Linked DNA regions of Sus scrofa: region 2 is linked to region 1. A link is a contact called in public HiChIP or PLAC-seq data. All regions are on one chromosome and are shown on one strand. The core of a region is the stretch at or near the end of the contact, and the rest is flanking DNA. Distances in the headings are between cores, read along the strand shown.

What was found. HiChIP or PLAC-seq counts read pairs in DNA pulled down with a chosen protein or histone mark.
Region 2: an H3K27ac HiChIP or PLAC-seq map of alveolar macrophages shows a contact between it and region 1, with 14 times the contacts expected there. The contact joins two enhancer-like sites. A contact is called at or near these places in 3 of 5 promoter capture datasets (fetal liver, fetal skeletal muscle and liver), 31 of 47 Hi-C or Micro-C datasets (adipocytes, alveolar macrophages, blood and 16 more) and 2 of 2 datasets of contacts at active chromatin or transcription factors (alveolar macrophages and skeletal muscle).

What each region holds. Positions count from the first base shown.
Region 1 is chr14:29,915,271-29,918,216 of Sscrofa11.1, forward strand. It overlaps ABCB9 (ATP-binding cassette sub-family B member 9), which reads left to right. Exons shown (of 14, transcript XM_021074072.1): 4 at 400-514; 5 at 1,064-1,194; 6 at 2,193-2,195; 7 at 2,285-2,490. It overlaps LOC106505925 (a long non-coding RNA gene), which reads right to left. Exons shown (of 4, transcript XR_002338921.1): 3 at 2,307-2,471; 4 at 545-802. Among named protein-coding and RNA genes, the nearest start is that of ABCB9, 21 kb to the left of the region's middle. Within about 2 kb of position 1,576, at least 15 of the 83 cell types and tissues checked have an H3K27ac peak or open chromatin away from gene starts, as enhancers often do. A contact at or near this core is called in alveolar macrophages and retroperitoneal adipose tissue, where this site is marked.
Region 2 is chr14:29,997,482-30,000,366 of Sscrofa11.1, forward strand. HIP1R (huntingtin-interacting protein 1-related protein) reads right to left here. Exons shown (of 32, transcript XM_001925823.6): 22 at 2,699-2,835; 23 at 2,378-2,488; 24 at 2,046-2,104; 25 at 1,805-1,835; 26 at 1,668-1,730; 27 at 1,198-1,298; 28 at 968-1,073; 29 at 723-846; 30 at 579-640; 31 at 279-485; 32 at 1-21. Among named protein-coding and RNA genes, the nearest start is that of HIP1R, 25 kb to the right of the region's middle. Within about 2 kb of position 1,275, at least 15 of the 83 cell types and tissues checked have an H3K27ac peak or open chromatin away from gene starts, as enhancers often do. A contact at or near this core is called in alveolar macrophages and retroperitoneal adipose tissue, where this site is marked.

The DNA of each region.
Region 1 (2,946 bases), core at 326-2,825:
GGCTGGGTGAGCATTAGCTCATCTTTTTGGCCTCCCTTTCCTCATGTGTAAGATGGGCGATGACAGGGCCAAGTTCCGAGTCCACACGCAGAGGGAGCGAACAATCGCACGGGAGCCCCTTGGCTCTGTGTGCTCCATCCCTGTAGCCATTGTTACTCATAACACAACGTACTCTATAAAGATTGGATAACCCCTGTTCCTGCGTTCCTGTTCTCTGAAAAGGGCCATTAGACAGTGGGGCCCCTCCCCAGCCTCCTGCCATGCTGAGAAGTGGGACTTTGCCAAGAGAGGAAACCCCATGGGTGGGGTAAGCAGTGTGGGAGCTTCCAGGGGCTCAGGAGGAAGGACCCAGGCACCCCTGGCTGCAGGCACCCCCTGAGCCCACCCGTCTGCCGGCAGGAGAGACCTTCCTCCCCTACTACACCGGCCGGGCCATCGACGGCATCGTCATCCAGAAGAGCATGGAGCAGTTCAGCACGGCGGTCATTGTCATGTGTGCACTGGCCATCGGCAGGTAGCTGGCTCTCCACCCCACGCCTGCAGGAGGGAGGGAGGGAGGTCAGGACCAGCCCCTGGGAGGAAATTGGGCTGGGGAGGCCCAAGAAATGTCCCCAAGGGTCCCGCCCCTCCGCTTCTCCCTATGGTGACCAACAACCCAACTGGCTTAGTCCCATCCATCTGATTGAACCATACCCTCTTGTCCCGAAGAATGGCTTCTGTTTTCGGGGTTCCCCTTTCACACCGCCCACCCCTTGGGCTGTTTTCCAAGCAGGAAACAAGGGCCAGCCTTGTCTACGCTGTTCTGGAAGGAGAGGGGTCTGGATGGCAAAGCTGGGTCCCTCGCCCGCAGTAAACTCAGTCCCCTCTGTGCCCTCACCTTGGGGGCTCCTGTTGGGAACAGGGAGACCCCGCAGTGGTGCCAGCCCTGGAGAGTGGGCTCGAGGTTGGGGTCCCGCTGGTCTCTGCCCCGCGAGGGCCCTCAGCAGCGGGAGGGGCGGCAGGGGTGGAGGTTGGCTGTCGGAAGGACGTCGAGCTATACATAACATCTCTTATCTGCAATTAGCTCATTTGCCGCAGGTATTCGGGGCGGCATTTTTACCCTCATATTTGCCAGACTGAACATTCGCCTTCGCAACCGTCTCTTCCGCTCGCTGGTGTCTCAGGAAACAAGCTTCTTTGATGAGAATCGCACAGGTGGGTCCTCCCAGGGCCTGGGGTGACCTGGGGCCAGGCCCAGCCAGGTGGGCTTGCCCTCGCTGAGGATTTAAATGGGGACATCGGTGCTCTCAGTCCTGCTGACTTTTCCTGCCATCCAGTTCAGGCTGGGAACCCCTGGAGAGGCTGGCTTGGGCCTCTGGTCCTGCCTGATCCTTGGGGAGTTGGCCTACTGAGCTGCAGCCACTATGAGGATCCTGACCAGGTCACCCGACGTCCCTGAAGCAGCCAAGGCCTCACCTTCCACTGCCTTGTGGGAACCACAAAGGCCAGGACTACCCCAGCCTGTGGCCTGAGAGGCTCAGTGCCTATGGGGGTGAGCAGGGTGGCCGTGCAGGGCGAAGCAGGAAAGACATCACAGCATCTGGCTGAGATCCAGGCTCTGAGGCAGGCCAGCCTGGATGCTAGCCTGGTCACTTCCTTCACCCTTCTGAGCCTCCGTTTTCTCCTCTAACATGGGAGCCATGGGAGTTCCCACTGTGGCTCCGTGGGTTAAGAACCCAACTAGTATCTATGTGGATGCAGGTTTGATCCCTGGCCCCAGTCAATGGGTTAAAGATCCAGTGTGGCTGTGGCTGTGGCATAGGCCAGCATCTGCAGCTGCGATTCAGCCTGGGACCTTCCATGTGCCACAGGGAGCTACATCATTGAGTTGTTGGGAGGGTCTTAGCCTAGCATCCAGCAGTCGGTGAGAGACCGCCTGCTCCTTTCTGCTCCCTGCAGCCCAGATTGTTATTTCTCTGTGAGGGAAGAGGGAAGTTACCCCTCTGGCACTGACAGGGAGGAGTCGTGGGTCAGTCACGGACACGCTGTGTGGCCCTGAGGAGGCGTCTTCCCCTTTCTGAGCCCCAGCTGCTTCCTCTCTGCTGTGGGAGGTGCTGAGGCTGAAACAAGATGCTGGTGACAAGAGCTGGGCTTGGAGCAGCCCTCAAGGGGCATCTGCTCTTCTTCTTCCACCCCCCCCACACCCCGCCCAGAAGGTGAGGAAGGTCTGAGCTCTCCAGTGTCCCCAGCCCCAGCCTATAGTGGCCCCGTTGCTGTAGCGGGAGCTGAGCTGCCTGTGTTCCAGGGGACCTCATCTCCCGCCTCACCTCGGACACCACAATGGTTAGCGACCTGGTCTCCCAGAATATCAACATCTTCCTGCGGAACACGGTCAAGGTCACGGGCGTGGTGGTCTTCATGTTCAGCCTCTCGTGGCAGCTCTCCTTGGTCACCTTCATGGGCTTTCCCATCATCATGATGGTGTCTGACATCTACGGCAAGTATTACAAGGTAGGCCCCGCCTGGTCCTTGCTGGGGTCTGTGAGCACTGGCAGCTCCGAGAGACTCCTAGACCCCTTAGGAGGGGCTCAGGGAGCCACCAGGGACCACTTAGGAGGGGATCAGGGGGCCACCACATATCTGGAGGCTGCATTTGCATTCATTCACATGTCTATTCATTCAGTAAATACTTATTGAGCATCTACTATGTCCAAGGCCCTGGGATATATCATGAAACAGATAGGACTACTACCCACAGAGAGCTTGTGTTCTAATAAAAGACAGACAGCAAATAACAATAATAATGAAAATACAGTAAAAGATGGTAAGTGCTCAGGAGAAGAATGAAGAGAGAGGTGGGGAGCATTGGGCTCGTTGCGATTTTAAGTAGGTCTTTGTGGAGTTCCCGCTGTGGGACAGTGGGTTAAAAATCCAACTGCAGTGGCTCAGGACACTGTGAAGGCGTGG
Region 2 (2,885 bases), core at 25-2,524, 82 kb after region 1:
GATGCCATCTTTTTTGTCGAGCTGCAGGAGTCAAAGGTAGGGGGGCTCAGTGGCCGCAGCCAGGAGTACATGACATACCCTGGTCGAGGCCCCAGTACCCCCTGCTTCTCCTCGGCACCTGCCAAGCACCCCATGTTGATGGGGCGTGTCTGCTCCTGCGGGTCAGTGGTTTCTGACCTTCCCCAAGGCCTGGTGCCCCGCAGACATGGGAGCAGAGGCCAGGACAGCACCCCAAGGGGCCCCTCTTTTCACCCCCTCCCAGCACTGATGCCTGGCACCTGGTGGTCCTGTTTGGGGGTCACGCTGGGCTTCTGGGCCAGGGGTGGCTTCTTGGAGGTCCCACTGTGGGGGGCGGCGCTGGGCCTGCTGGGCTCCTCTTCGTTGGGCGTCCCCACAGCCCCGGCCAGCATGTAATGCTGCTTCCGCAGCTCTCCCAGCCGCACCCGCTCCACCTCCAGGGTTTTCTCCAGCTCCAGGACCCGCACCTGCAGTCCGGCACAGGCACTCAGCAGGTCCCCTTCTCGTAGCTCAGCCACGGGAGAGGGACAGGTGTGAGGGTGGGAGGGGGCGGGGCCTACCTGGGTCTCCATCTCCTGCTTCTTCAGCTTGATGAGGGAGAGGCCAGAAAAGTCCATGGTGTCTGTGGCCAGAGGGGGCTGGATAAGTGTCTGGGCGCCCACCCCCACCCCCGTGCCCACCCCACACCAAGGCCTGGCACTCACCTCTGTCCTCAATCTGTTCCTGGCCTGACTTGGTGGAGGCCACCACGTTGGCAGCCATCTCGTTGACGGTGCGTGAGCACTCCTGCAGGCGACTCAGGTGGGGGCTGTGCTTGTCAGCCTTCACCTGGGGAGCCGGGGGGCAGGTCAGGGTGGGCCACCAGGCTCACACCCCCACCCCGTGGTGCCTCACAGCCGGGGAGCTGAGGAACCCACAGTGAGAGGCCAGGCTGAGCCCAGAGCCTCACCTTGGAGGCCGCCACCAGCTGGGCTGTGCTGGCCGCGATCTCGTGGGAGCAGACGATGAGCTCCTCGTACTTGCCCGTGTGAAGCACCACCTTGTCGGCTGACTCCCTGTGGGTGGAATCAGGCAGGGGCTGGATCCTTGACCCCTGGGCAGCTGGGCCGCTCCCACACTCCCTCCCCAGACCCTGAACACCACACACCCTGCCCCCCACCCCCACCTGGGGCGACATACACCAGCTGCGTGGCTCCCCAGCCCACGGCCTTGGAGGCAGAGATGAGACCTTCCGTCCACCTTGAGTTCTTGGCATAAAATTCCTGCTGCGTGGCTGCCCCCTAGTGGCAACAAGAAGGCAGGGCGAACCAGTCAAGGACATCATAGGGTGGCAACAGCCACTGGGCAAATTCCTGGGCCTTTGGTGGAGTAGGGTAGGAAGGTGGTGTGTTCAGCTGGGGTTTCCAGGTGTGCTGCACACATTGGGAGTGCCTGCCACCATTCTGCACGCTTCCGGCATCTTGTGCCCAAAAGGAGCCCCAGTGTCAGCTTAAGCCACAGGGTGGTGTGGTCTTGGATGAAGAGGGCTCTGGGGTCAGGCCCCTTTCAGGAATCTGTCCCTTGGTGGCCCCGCTGTGTGGCTTGCCCATTAGGGAGGGGTCCCACCTGACCCAGCCAAGGACACCGCATCAGGCCAACACCCAGCTCACCCTGCCGCTCTCCACAATCTCCTTCTGCAGGCTGGTGGACGTTGTTACCAGGAGCCGGATGGCCTGCCAAAATCAAACACATCACTCTCAGGCGGCCCTGCCAGGTACAGGGCCCATCCTGGGTCCCAGCCACTCACCTTCATCAAGTCTGTGCAGGAATTGAGGATCCTGGGGGGAGCAGGAGGAGCGGAGAAGACAAAAAGAAGGAATTATAATGCGGCCCCAGAAGCCACTGAGCAGGGCATAAGGGGCCTGGTGCTCCTCAAGTGGGTCCACGGGGCAGGGTGTGCAGCCGCTGAGAGGGCAGAACCCGCCACGGACACAGGAAAGCTGTGGGGACCCTCCCTAAGGGGACTGGGAAGCAAACATGGGGCTCACCTCTCATTCACCTCCAGCTTCACCCCAGAGCTGGCATGGCGGGCCTGGTTCATCATGTCCTACACCCAATGACAGAACTTTGAGTGGGCTGGGAGGAGGGCAGCTTGGGAGGAAGTGGGATACCCGCATTGGACCAGCCTCCCTATCAGCCCCTGGGTGGGGAGTGGGGGGTGGGAGGAAGGGCAAGACAGGACGGGAAAGCCAGGGCCCCAACCACCCCTCCCAGCTCTGACCTCCTAGCCTCTCTTCGTCCCTCACATGGAGGCCAAGTGCTGAGGCAGGTGCAGCCTGCATCCAGCCAACCCCCAGACCTCAAGCACCCTGGTCCTCACCTCTATCCTCCGAACGGCATCTTCGATAGCCGCAGACGTGGCCGCCATCTCCTTGTCCACCATAGCCCCAAGCTCCTCCTGACGCACATCCAAGCTCTTAGGCTTCAGCTCCTAAGGCATGAGGGCATCCAGGAGTCAGACAGGGTGGATGCAACCCCACAGAGCCTGGGAGACAGGCCCGGGCAGTGCTGGCTCTGCGCATGAGCACCTGTTCAGCCCAAACTGGAAGAAGATGCAGAGTTGGGGACCCAGGCCCCACCCCGGCCCCACTGCCCCTTCCAGACCCTGGTCCACGCTTGCCGTCCTGGCTGCACACCTTACCTGGCCCAGCTGAAGGATGCCCTGCAGAGGGGGCCGCACCCGGCTGGGCTGGGCCTGCAACAGAGCCTGCTGATCCTGCAGCTGGCCCACGAGCTCCAGAGCCCGGGCCCCACACTCCTTGCAGGTGTCAATCAGGCCTGGGGGGAGCAGACAGTGAGGGGAGCAGGGGCTGAGAGCCCTGGACGAC